2 separate regions of the Zea mays genome follow, and region 2 is linked to region 1. A link is a contact called in public Hi-C data. All regions are on one chromosome and are shown on one strand. The core of a region is the stretch at or near the end of the contact, and the rest is flanking DNA. Distances in the headings are between cores, read along the strand shown.

Region 1 (6,815 bases), core at 2,349-4,848:
GAAGGTTGCTCACTTGCGCCCTCGAAGCGAGTCCAATGCTCCAGTAGCAACATTAACGTGATCCCATGTTAAATCAATAAGATCATCATATGAGTCTATCCACTCATTGTCTCAATCAAAGTCCTCAATAATTAATGGGTCATAACTTGCGGCGGTTTTCTCCTCTTTTGGAATCTACTTTTCATCTTCCGATTGTATGAAACATAGACCAAGTCATTCAACCTCTTGTGTAACAACCAGTTTCTCTTCTTTGTGTGCATCTATAAATGTTAAAAACAGAAATGACAAGCTAAGTAAGTAGCAAGAAACATATTAGAGCAACCAAAGTAGTTATGTTGGACATACAAATTCAAATATACTCCAATTCATCTCACAACCGGATGACGAAGCACAAATGCACACATATAACATCAGTTAATAATGGAATAAATGTGCTGAAATAAGCAAGCAACCAATCATATATAGTACTTACGAGGCTTTTTTGATTGAATATTTTTTAGTGCCAACTTGTTTGAAAAGATAGGCCCTTGCTGGTCTTCATAATGCATGGCATATGCATTAATCTTGGACATAATTTCTTCATCAGCCTCCATTCTTGCTAGCAATCATTGAAACAACTTAGCTCTGCCACATATCTATCCTCCTCCTTTCGGATGGCAAAGAACTCTCCCGGGTTCAAATAGAGTGCAGCTCCATACATTAATGGTCCATTTGTGTCACCCATCGACGCTCAATGATGCCCATGTTTTTTTTTCATCAAAGCCTGCTTGTTTTGGGTAGGAAAGCTAAGCCTTATCTTCTCTTTTGCAACATTCATCAATGCGACAACTTCTGGCATGGCTGGTTTTTCATCACCATCAACTGCTCTAAGCACAATAAGAAGTGGCGCTGAAGCTCTAAGGCAATCTTTAACTAATCAACTGAAGACCAAAAAACCTTAGATAGAACAATGTCACACACACCCTTGCTTGCCTGCGTCTTTGCTAATTTGTTGTTGTTCCATGCATCATTCACAAAGAGAGCTGTCAAGGCAAGCTCTTCAACGTGTAAGTGTTAAAGTGTATAAGTGGATTGCCTACCTTCTAATAGCTTAATCTTTTGGGTTGAACTGGTTAGTGCGTCCACTCTAACAGGAAGCATGTGACAAATTGAGTTGTTAGAAGCCTGCTGGACGTGCCGCCCTTCACCTTGGCCGCATGCAGCAAGGGTGCACTTGTCACCCTTGTTTTGGCCTGCTGGACGCGCCGCCCTTCACCTTGGCCGCATGCAGCAAGGGTGCACTTGTCACCCTTGTTTTGGCCTGCTGGACGCGCCGGCGCGCCGCCCTGCCTCTTGGCCGCACTTCCCTTGCCCTGCTGGCCGTGCCACCCTGCATCTTGTCCGCAGCAGCAAGGGCGTGCCCGCGCTGCCCACAGGAAACTGCAGTGGAGCCGTCGCCGCCCTGCCCTTTGGCTGCCCAAGGAACTCGAACAGAAGATTATGGATACCCCTGGCCTCACTCTGTTTTTCTTCTAGTAACCCTACCCTTATCCAGTTAAGGCGACGCCTCAGGAACTTTTCATGGACGCCATAGCGAGCAAGGCGACACATTATTCCTAAGGCTGGCTGAGGCGAGTTAGACGCTCCAGCCTGTATGCTCGCCTTACCGCCTAAGCGATGCTTAGGTGACGCCTTAATAGCTATGCTTATGCATCATAGTATAGTATCTTTGTTCATATATCTTCATAAGGGGCGAACTTGGTCCAGTGTTTTCTTCGCAAGTAGTATCTAAGTTGTGCAAATCCTCCCTAGTTTATAACTGGTTTACCCTGCTACCGGCTTCAGCTTTTGTAAGTTTTTGTATTATTGTTATACTATTATTCTCTTCAAATGCTCAAGTTGTTATGCCTAAATCATCTCCCTGGAAGAAAATTACATAGTTTGCTAGAAGTTTTGTGAATACAACCTGTTCAGTGGTAATACTGTATTCAGTGTGATGTTGCATGAAAGTGGGGACTTGGATTCTCTATTAAGTGTGCTGTTGCAGGAAATACATGTTGCATTTTCTGGTACTGTTTATGTTATAACATTGTTACATGAACACTATTCTTCGTCCTCTATGCTCTGAATGGAATATTGGAAAAAAGAAGAGAGGACACAGAAGCCTTTTCCTTTTGGTTTTGGAGAATCTTTGACCATTTTGTAATTTTTTAACAACCTTACTGTAGTTCCATCTTCTGTGGGGCATGGCTATCTCATTGCACCAACAGTTTCCCATGCTGCAATTGTGTTACTTTTCAAGTCTCCGTTGCCCTTTGTACTCAAAAGGACATTAACGTGCTGTTCTGACATCCGAGTTTGGGTCATTCCTTTTTTTATACAGGTAAACATTGGCAAGAAATGGAAGGATGTCATCGACTACAATGACAAGATCATCTACACTTTCCATGTATGCCTTCGGTTTCTTTCTTCAGCTGCTGCTTATAGCTTCTATATATCTGCTGAACAGTGAGCTCACTATCTTGATGCCTCATGTGCAGGACGACTCGAGAAGGGATAAGCCAAGCAGAGGTGGACGGTACACCGTGTAAGTTGCACACGAAGAAGGTCGTTGTTGTTCGGACTGGACAGAGGGTGAGAGTGGAGTTTTGTGCTGAGATCGGCACCAGCTTTCATTTAATACAGCCTCAGCTTACCTGAGGCAATTTTCGCACCTGTTATGATGTTGTTTTGCTCTCAGATAGGTTTATGTAGCACAAGAAAGATATGTTGGAGACGTTGACGATTTTGTATGCAACTAAATTTCTATCTTAATATGCCCCGATTCAACAGCACCCAGTCGAGTCATTGCGTTCTGGAGATTCTTGCAGCGCATTTCCATGTTTAAGACCTTATTATGAAATGTCTGGCATTCGTGGATCCACTGAGCTTCTTTCTGCGAATGTGCCATATCGTGGCATTGGCCGAAGCAACCAAACATTTGTTGCCCTTTTGTGTCGGTGTTTTATAAAGTACCTCAATGACGATACAGCCTCAGGGCGCTTCCTGCTTTTGCACTTATTCGGAGTTCAGGCGAGTTAACGAAGTTCAGACGGTTCTGAAGAGAGGCCGTGTTGTGTTTTGTCGGCGTGGTATCGCGCAAGCACATGTGTCTTTGGTAAGATGGTCTGGATGGCTGTCCTACCACCTGCCATTTATACACACACTGACTTCACCGTCACACTGGCACGACATGAGCTCGCCATCCTACCAGAAACGCTGAGACGTCACCGGCAACCACCCCTCTCGCTCGCTCTGGCCTCTGCTCCTGATTTGATTTGGACAGAAAACTGGGCAGGGCAGGGCGCGCTCAGCACGTTTGCTTCGGAAACACTGCGAGTGTGCGACACATTTCCCGGCTTGATCTCGAAGCGAGCCCTGATGTGTTTGTCATGCACCTGCCTGCCTTGGCTTGTGCTCTAATCAACGCCGGACTCCCCAACTCACGGTTGGTGCGGGACGCCACCCCGCCACCTTACCGCCCGCCTCGGCGCCTCACCAGTCACCACACCTCGCGCCTGCCATCAGCTATATCACCGTGGCCACTTCCGTGTCCCTTCACGGATACCTCACCCCCACAGCCCCCGGTCGATCGCTCGGCAATCGGCATGGACGCCGGCTCGGTCACCGGTGGCCTCGCCGCGGGCTCGCACATGCGGGACGAGCTGCATGTCATGCGCGCCCGCGAGGAGGTTAGTTCCCATTGCTTTTGATCCTCTGTCAGTTATTGATGGCATTGTCACTGATCGATGATCGCCGCGCGCAGCCGAACGCCAAGGTCCGGAGCGCCGACGTGAAGACGTGCCGCGTGTGCGCCGACGAGGTCGGGACGCGGGAGGACGGGCAGCCCTTCGTGGCGTGCGCCGAGTGCGGCTTCCCCGTCTGCCGGCCCTGCTACGAGTACGAGCGCAGCGAGGGCACGCAGTGCTGCCCGCAGTGCAACACCCGCTACAAGCGCCAGAAAGGTACTAGGCTCGGTATACTTTGGGTTGGTGCGCCTCGGCCTCGCCTCACCAACACTAAAAAAAAGATTTCGACTTGGGGCTGTTGCAGGGTGCCCGAGGGTGGAAGGGGACGAGGAGGAGGGCCCGGAGATGGACGACTTCGAGGACGAGTTCCCCGCCAAGAGCCCCAAGAAGCCTCACGAGCCTGTCGCGTTCGACGTCTACTCGGAGAACGGCGAGCACCCGGCGCAGAAATGGCGGACGGGTGGCCAGACGCTGTCGTCCTTCACCGGAAGCGGTGAGTGGTGTGCGGTTCCATTGACGATGATGCTGGCGTGTCGCAAGATGGGTCTGCTGACCAATATGAGTCCGCGTGCAGTCGCCGGGAAGGACCTGGAGGCGGAGAGGGAGATGGAGGGGAGCATGGAGTGGAAGGACCGGATCGACAAGTGGAAGACCAAGCAGGAGAAGAGGGGCAAGCTCAACCACGACGACAGCGACGACGACGACGACAAGAACGAAGACGAGTACATGCTGTAAGCTCCGAGATTTCTCAATCACTGTTCACTGCTGCGGGTGAAGGTCTCACTCATATATACGGAACAAAACAAACAACTGATGTGCATATAGGCTTGCCGAGGCCCGACAGCCGCTGTGGCGCAAGGTTCCGATCCCGTCGAGCATGATCAACCCGTACCGCATCGTCATCGTGCTCCGCCTGGTGGTGCTCTGCTTCTTCCTCAAGTTCCGGATCACGACGCCCGCCACGGACGCCGTGCCTCTGTGGCTGGCGTCCGTCATCTGCGAGCTCTGGTTCGCCTTCTCCTGGATCCTGGACCAGCTGCCAAAGTGGGCGCCGGTGACGCGGGAGACGTACCTGGACCGCCTGGCGCTGCGGTACGACCGTGAGGGCGAGGCGTGCCGGCTGTCCCCCATCGACTTCTTCGTCAGCACGGTGGACCCGCTCAAGGAGCCGCCCATCATCACCGCCAACACCGTGCTGTCCATCCTCGCCGTCGACTACCCCGTGGACCGCGTCAGCTGCTACGTCTCCGACGACGGCGCGTCCATGCTGCTCTTCGACGCGCTGTCCGAGACCGCCGAGTTCGCGCGCCGCTGGGTGCCCTTCTGCAAGAAGTTCGCCGTGGAGCCGCGCGCCCCGGAGTTCTACTTCTCGCAGAAGATCGACTACCTCAAGGACAAGGTGCAGCCGACGTTCGTCAAGGAGCGCCGCGCCATGAAGAGGGAGTACGAGGAGTTCAAGGTGCGCATCAACGCGCTGGTGGCCAAGGCGCAGAAGAAGCCCGAGGAGGGGTGGGTCATGCAGGACGGCACGCCGTGGCCCGGGAACAACACGCGCGACCACCCGGGCATGATCCAGGTCTACCTCGGCAACCAGGGCGCGCTGGACGTGGAGGGCCACGAGCTGCCGCGCCTCGTCTACGTGTCCCGTGAGAAGCGCCCCGGGTACAACCACCACAAGAAGGCGGGCGCCATGAACGCGCTGGTGCGCGTCTCCGCCGTGCTCACCAACGCGCCCTTCATCCTCAACCTCGACTGCGACCACTACGTCAACAACAGCAAGGCCGTGCGCGAGGCCATGTGCTTCCTCATGGACCCGCAGCTGGGGAAGAAGCTCTGCTACGTCCAGTTCCCGCAGCGCTTCGATGGCATCGATCGCCACGACCGATACGCCAACCGCAACGTCGTCTTCTTCGACGTACGTGATGAGCCAGCTGCTTTATGCTTCGTGATTCATCATCGTTCTGATCTCTCTTCGTCCTTGTGTCGTGCCGCGTGCGTGACCCGTGTCCTCCCGCGCTTGCAATGCAGATCAACATGAAGGGGCTGGACGGCATCCAGGGCCCGGTGTACGTCGGCACGGGGTGCGTGTTCAACCGCCAGGCGCTGTACGGCTACGACCCGCCGCGGCCCGAGAAGCGGCCCAAGATGACGTGCGACTGCTGGCCGTCGTGGTGCTGCTGCTGCTGCTGCTTCGGCGGCGGCAAGCGCGGCAAGGCGCGCAAGGACAAGAAGGGCGACGGCGGCGAGGAGCCGCGCCGGGGCCTGCTCGGCTTCTACAGGAAGCGGAGCAAGAAGGACAAGCTCGGCGGCGGGTCGGTGGCCGGCAGCAAGAAGGGCGGCGGGCTGTACAAGAAGCACCAGCGCGCGTTCGAGCTGGAGGAGATCGAGGAGGGGCTGGAGGGGTACGACGAGCTGGAGCGCTCCTCGCTCATGTCGCAGAAGAGCTTCGAGAAGCGGTTCGGCCAGTCGCCCGTGTTCATCGCCTCCACGCTCGTCGAGGACGGCGGCCTGCCGCAGGGCGCCGCCGCCGACCCCGCCGCGCTCATCAAGGAGGCCATCCACGTCATCAGCTGCGGATACGAGGAGAAGACCGAGTGGGGCAAGGAGGTAGTATACTTTTCTTTCACCATTTCCATTACTTACTCCTACTGTTAGGGCCGCTGTATTCTCGGGATTTAATCGGATCCGTGTCTGCTGCTCCAGATTGGGTGGATCTATGGGTCGGTGACAGAGGATATCCTGACGGGGTTCAAGATGCACTGCCGGGGGTGGAAGTCCGTGTACTGCACGCCGACACGGCCGGCGTTCAAGGGGTCGGCGCCCATCAACTTGTCTGATCGTCTCCACCAGGTGCTGCGCTGGGCGCTGGGGTCCGTGGAGATCTTCATGAGCCGCCACTGCCCGCTCTGGTACGCCTACGGCGGCCGGCTCAAGTGGCTGGAGCGCTTCGCCTACACCAACACCATCGTGTACCCCTTCACCTCCATCCCGCTCCTCGCCTACTGCACCATCCCCGCCGTCTGCCTGCTCACCGGCAAGTTCATCATT
Region 2 (6,815 bases), core at 3,023-5,522, 310 kb after region 1:
CACACATAGGCACAAAATCAGGAAATATCAGAGAGCCACAGGTAACAGTTATTACAATTACGATATAAAACAAGAACATGTAATCTACCATTCGTAAATACATACAGTAGGTCAATAACCTCACCTTCAGAACAGCAACACCTCCAGAGAGCTTTGCCAACCGTTCCTGGAGCTTTTCCTTGTCATAATCTGAAGTGCTGTTCTCAACTGCTGATCTAATCTGCAACATCCATAATCCATAATCCATAAATTATCAGAACCAGAAAGTTAGAAGCAATTTAAGACAGCACAACAAAAGTAATATTGCACGAACCTGGTCTGCCCTCTCTTCAATAGACTTTTTGTCTCCAGCGCCATCAAGAATAACAGTGTCATCCTTAGAGACAGTCACCTGTATTGAAAAGGAAGTCATTCAGCACATAAAATAGTATTACATCAAAGCACATGTACAAACACAACAGATTTTGGTACTTGCACAACACTGAGCTCATGTTAGAATACTGTGACTTAAGGCTGAAGGTTGCTGCAATCCAAATCAATAGAAAAATCCTTTTAAATCATCTACTATACCTTTTTGCATGAACCCAGCATGTGAGGCTCAACATTCTCAAGGTTCATTCCTAGCTCTTCAGTTATTACCTGAATCATGATGAATTGATGAGACAAGTCGTTTTTAATTATACAGAGAAATAAAATGCACACCAGAAACAACTGTGAAGCCTACCTCTCCTCCGGTAAGGATAGCGAGGTCCTGTAAGTTTGCCTTCCTGTTTTCCCCAAAACCAGGAGCTTTGACAGCACAGACCTGAATGTTGTTCCAATTAGAACAGAAATGGTACCAAACAGAGAAACTTGACAGAACCTACCTTGATGCCTGCACGAAGCTTGTTAATAATCAGAGTACCTAATGCTTCACTTTCCACATCTTCTGCAACAATCAGTAGAGGCCTTTGTTTCTGTTCCAAGCAAAGAATGAAAAAAAAAGAATCAGCAAAGGCCCACAATGAACCAATACTGTTACCGTTAAATGAGAGCAAACAGAATACCTTTAGAGCCATTTCTAAAACCTTAACCACAGCATGCATATTTGTCACTTTCTTGTCATGAATTAAGATCAATGGGTCTTCCAGTTCCTGCGATACAAAAAGTACAACTAAGATATTCATGTGTTGTATACAACCAAAGGTCTCAAAGAAACATATAGACTACCAGGCAAAAATAAATGGCACTTACACATTTCTGGGCTTTTGAGTTGGTAATGAAGTACGGAGAGATGTAACCTCTGTCAAGTTTCATACCCTCCACAACTTCAAGCTCATTATAAAGGGTGTTGCCATCCTACAGAACATTTAAATCAGCCAATAAGTTGAAACAGAACAATGCAGAAAAGAGCAAAAACAAGGAAACAATCAAAATGTGCACTTATCAGTAGACCACACAAACAGAGCCGTGTAGGGTTGTACACAATTAGAATCAACTGAAGCTGTGTGCATGAGCCAACTTATCCTCAGTGTTGGACCGTAAGGTTACTTTAGATACTAGGGCAAGTGGACTACCCATATAGTGGAAACAGAAGGGTCCATAGAGCCATAGACGAATAGCCTAAAAAGGTATCACATGTAGGCTTTAGTTTTAACTTACCGCAATAGTGATCACACCCTCTTTGCCAACCTTCTCCATAGCCTTGGCAATAAGCTCACCAATTTCCCTTTCTCCATTTGCTGATATTGTACCCACCTTTACATACAGGATAGAGAGAATAAAAAAAGGTGAGGGATGGACAGGATAAGAACAAAATAAAGTAACTAGGGTGCTGCAGATATACCTGTGCAATTTCTTCTGAAGTGCTAATCATTCTGGCCATGCCCTTCAGATTGGTCACAACAGCATCAACAGCCATTGAGATTCCACGCCTTAAATCCATTGCATTCATTCCAGCCGCAACAGATTTGCACCCCTCAGTAAATATTGCTTTTGTCAAAACAGTAGCACATGTGGTACCTGAATTTTTTGGATATCAGATCACGTACAGTTCGAAGAAAGCATCAACAAGCTACATACAATTCAACAATATGAGGCATAGTTTATGTTAGACCGGTCAGACTTTTAACTATTTTTTTCTCAAAATATATTATTGATAGCTACAAAAACTAATATATATTGAAACAACTTTGGAATGTGAATCTAATTGTATGATTTTTACACACTAGTATAGACTTATTTCAAGATGCAATATGCCTCTTTTAAGGATGGAGAATAATATTATTAACTGCTAGAGTGGATTCACTAACCAGATCAACCCAAAAGCTTAAGCTATCATGAAAAGGTAGGCAATTCACTTATACACTTCAACACCCCCACTCACATCCAGCAAGAAAGAAAGGCACAAACGTAGAAATAAAGGAGCGGAGGCACAAATGAAGTCTCTGCTAGGATTCAAACTCGAGACCTCTGGCTTTGATACCATGATACCATATTAGAGTGGATGTACTAACCAGTCAACCCAAAAACTTATGTTGTCAAAAGAGGGTAGACAATCCACTTATACACTTCAACATTAGCCACAACGAGAAATTAGATAACCTTATCATGTAATATTATTACGAAGAAGCAACCAAGGCTGGCATTCACACCAAGGGAGAAAAATAACAGTATGCACACCACCAGAGCTAACAAACTTAACAAAATAGCAAAGACAACAAGGAGCAATACTGGACATATTGGATCACATGCTACAGTTCCAATTCCAAAAAGAACCAAACAGTAAAAGAGCAGTGCCTGAGACTCCCCCGCACATGCGGAGAGGTTGCTTCGAAACCGTGACCTATACTTTAAGGTCAGTAAAAAAACAGACCCAGTGCCTGGCCTGCCTTGCCGAAGACCCAACCAGTGTATCACAAATATGAGTAGCAAAGCAACGATGAAACTAAGAAACAGCACCATCTACTCCAGGAATACTTCCACACAAGTAACATGTTTGGAAGTTCAGAAGACAAACTCCTTAATAATCTTTTACAGAGACCATTCTTTGTTCACAATAAACCAAAATCAGCACAAAGGATGTCATACCATCACCAGCAGTGTCATTAGTTGCATTAGCAACCTGTTTCACAAGGCTCGCACCAACATTCTTTACTCTATCCTTAAATTCAATGCTCTTCGCAACAGTCACACCATCCTTTGTGACTTTCGGTGCACCGAAGCTTTGCTCAATAACCACATTGCGCCCCTACAGAAGGCAGGCGATAAGTTCAAGTACAAAACAAACAACTAAGGCAACAGTATTACAACAAAGTAAAACAAACCAAACAGTATTGGAATCAGTGAGTGCAATAGTGACCATTTGTGGCTCCTAGAATATTGACATCAGGATGGAAAGTGACATGCAAGTGTTCAGCATAACTAGAATGCGATGATGTGTTGTATTAAGAAAATTTGGTAGTCATTCATAATGATCAGTAACTGTTTGTCATCTGTATAAGAATGTGGTTATACCTTAGGACCCATTGTCACTTTGACAGCGTCTGCCAACTCCTCAACACCCCTCAACATCAGAGCACGGGCCTCAACACCAAACTTGATGTCCTTGGCAGCATAGTTCCTGCTCCAGGCAAGCCTGCTTCCAACCTATAAAGCATCACACACAACAGAGGTGAGTGCGTGATCAATTAGAGACTGCCATGCCCCAAGGTTACACGACAATAAAATAACGAATTTCACAAGACATCGATTTCTGCTGGATCAGATCAATGTTTCTCAACTGCCAATCAGTGTATTCGGTGTCTAACAGCTAACTGGAGGACGGTAGTGACGAGTTCACCACCGTAGATTAATGTGAAACCCCACGCCAGTACGCCATTAGCGAGCTAGCTTAGATTTTGCGCGAGCGAACTACAGATTCCGGCAGATCGCCACCAAAATAAACAGCACCATGCAGCAAACCCACAGCCCTGCACGCAGAACTACTAGAACCCCAGGCCAACATTACCAAATCTGAGGGCGGGATCCTCCATCAGACCCATCACACGCGTATAAACACGAGTCTGCTCTCACCTGGCGAGCGGCGGAGCTGCTCCCGGCTTGCCGCGCCTTGGAGGCGAGGCTAGCGGCCGCGCGGTACATGATTGCGGATGGTGGCGCGGGGACCGAGGCTGTTGTCGGCGAGAGGTTTGGTTGGTGTGGGCTGTGGAGGAATGGAGGCGGCGGAGAGTTGCTTCGCTTTCTTTCTTGCGGAGGGGGAAAGGATGCGAGGCGGCGAGGAGGTGGGGGACGGGTTGATTTTAGAAACAGTGCAGGCGAGACGAATGAGGGTGCACGGCGGCTCTAGAAACATCCACTAGGGTTTAGGGTTTTGCTGGTTGTTGATCGCCTCGCAGGGTGCGGCGGGGTGCGGCCGCGGCAGCCAGCACAGGCGCTGCCGCGCTCCGGCTGCTGCCGTCTTCAAAGTGGGCTTTGATATTTCTGGGCTGCGGCCCGCCACTTCTAACCCATTAACAATCTGAATATCACGGCGCAGAATATTGATTATTGAAATCACTTATTTTCGGGGGACAATTCAGGAGCTCCGCTCTTAGCGAGAATCACTCTTATCGAACCAAACTATAAAAATCTGAACTGCTTCATGTTAATAGTGAAGTGAATCTAGTCTCTACTTTGTACTAGAAATTGGGAGCAAAAAAACCTGCTTCCCACCACTCTCAACCTGCTTCTCACTCTTTAATCCTTCAAAAATCACTTCACAGCCTATTTATCAAACAGTTTTCGTCAAATAGATTCACTTGCAATAGAAAATCACTCAGAATCACTGTATTAGAGAATCATGGAGCCTCTACCAAACGAGGCCTCAATATACTAGAACAAGAAGTGCACTCCATGCTCCCTCCTGTTCCTGTTGCGACACACAATAATATCGTTGCTTTTGCCTGTTGTCGCAAGCAAGTCAAGGGAAAAAACATAACCGCTAACAAATATTTACATGTACCAGAGTAGAACCATAGCATAGGTTTCATACAATGTTCAAGAATTCGGTCTATCCATCCATATGTTACACGGGACCTAGGGTACAACCAAAGGTCCATGGAGATCAACAAGATGCTCCAGCAACAAAAGACAAGCATAACCGTTGAGGACAGGCGAACATGTCCAATAATATTGCAAAGTACGCAAAAGCACAGAGCTTCATCGACCAGGACGGAAGATAGAAGTAGATAAACAAGCATCAAATGCATATTTTCCATCAGCGCAAAAGAAAAAGATCCCTTCTTTCATGTCTAGATGGCGTCCTCACTCCTCACTGGATCTGCGAAAGGCGGAAAAAAAAGGCTTTTATGTAAGTTCCCCAGAAAATAAACAACTATGTTGCTGGTTGATTCGTGAAAATAAAATGGCAGCTAGTTTGAACCAGTCATTTCAATAAGCGACGTGCAATGAAGCTCGCTAATGAACCTATAATGGCTAGTTGGCTACATATGCGATAGTCTGAGCACCAAATAAACTATGTACATGACAGACTGCTATTCGGGTATTCGGATAGTTTGGGCATTTGATTTAGCCCGTATTTTTTGGGTCGGCTAGATTGGGCTTTTCACAATTCGAGCTTTTAGAAATAATACTCGAAAATGTACTCGATCTAAACTAAACCTGAAAATTTGGGTATCTAGAAAATTCGATTCGGGTATGGGTAGCCCGTTCTACCCGATTCCAAAAAAAAACATGCAATAGAAATCTGTATTTAGAGCAATTTGGTTATTCAGATGCCTAAACAACATGCAGTCCAAATATCATACTGTCCAAATAACATGCAATAAAAATATGTATTTAAAGCAATTCAGCTATTCAGATTTAAGTCCAAGCTATTGTATGATGGGGGAGGCGAATGAGCAAACCAGGAAATAGTCCACTCTAGAACCAGAAGCAAATGAGCAGACCAGAAAATATTTGACCGTGAAACTGACCTTGATTAGTTGGGGAATGGGAGGCACGTTGATCTATCTATGGTAGTTGCTGGCTGGTTCAATCTTCAATCCAGCATGATGAATCGTCGAATGGCGGACTGGCACATGAGTATCGGGTATTTCGGATACCGGAGGTTACTGTCCGATTAAGCCCGAAATAATATCAGGTTTTAAGTTTTACTACCCACACAAATTTTTTAGGTGTCGCGTATCGGGCTATATGGGTTTGGGCTCGGGTTTTTCGGGTTTCGATCTTCGGGCTCGGGCTTTATGCCTAGTGCTACCATGAAGCATTGATTTCTAGGCCGATAACATCATGCAAAATCGTAAGACAAGTAAAGTTGAAAAAAGGACATTAGAGTTTATGATTCATAAGAAGATACTATTAGTTTCTCTACAGAGCAGTTGTTTTTCTTTTGAGGAAAAACAACTGAGCCTAAAACCGAACATTTAGGTCACGCAAAGCATTGTTGTCAAATCATGCCAGAAAACATGCCACTGCCAAAAACATGTTGCTGCCAAAACATGTCAATGCCTAAAACATGTTAGCATGATAGTATATTGCTATGCAGGTTGTTGCTGGCAATCGGTACTCGGACTATAGATTGGTATGTTGATGTGGTTAGTAGGCATGTTGACAAATTATAGGCGTGATGTGTGGCTGCTATGCTTTTGTTATGTTGAAACATATATTGTTTTCTGTGTTTATGTGATTGTTTGAATATTTTAATACTTATTTGTAGACTTTAAAGTCTACATTTGTTTTCTGCTACATCTCTTAAATTAAATGAACAAGTTACCAAATCAGGCCATATATATGAATGCAAATTGATTAATGAAAAAGGACATGGTATTATTCTT

Evidence for each region. A called contact is a pair of places that touch in the nucleus more often than the background predicts.
Region 2: a Hi-C map of tassel shows a contact between it and region 1, with 2.2 times the contacts expected there. The contact joins the promoter of LOC542707 here to the promoter of LOC542685 in region 1. A contact is called at or near these places in 3 of 25 Hi-C or Micro-C datasets (ear, leaf and tassel).

What each region holds. Positions count from the first base shown.
Region 1 is chr1:239,976,976-239,983,790 of Zm-B73-REFERENCE-NAM-5.0, forward strand. LOC542685 (cellulose synthase10) reads left to right here and starts at 3,599. Exons shown (of 8, transcript NM_001112202.1): 1 at 3,599-3,710; 2 at 3,785-3,983; 3 at 4,072-4,260; 4 at 4,342-4,498; 5 at 4,593-5,682; 6 at 5,796-6,374; 7 at 6,471-6,815. The coding sequence starts at 3,627. It overlaps LOC100284181, which reads left to right. Exons shown (of 5, transcript NM_001157077.1): 4 at 2,363-2,428; 5 at 2,520-2,813. The coding sequence ends at 2,570.
Region 2 is chr1:240,290,382-240,297,196 of Zm-B73-REFERENCE-NAM-5.0, forward strand. It overlaps LOC542707 (mitochondrial chaperonin 60), which reads right to left and starts at 4,273. Exons shown (of 17, transcript NM_001112220.1): 1 at 4,054-4,273; 2 at 3,496-3,627; 3 at 3,070-3,229; 4 at 1,826-2,001; 5 at 1,642-1,737; 6 at 1,234-1,338; 7 at 1,047-1,133; 8 at 867-956; 9 at 725-805; 10 at 571-639; 11 at 314-391; 12 at 125-220. The coding sequence starts at 4,122.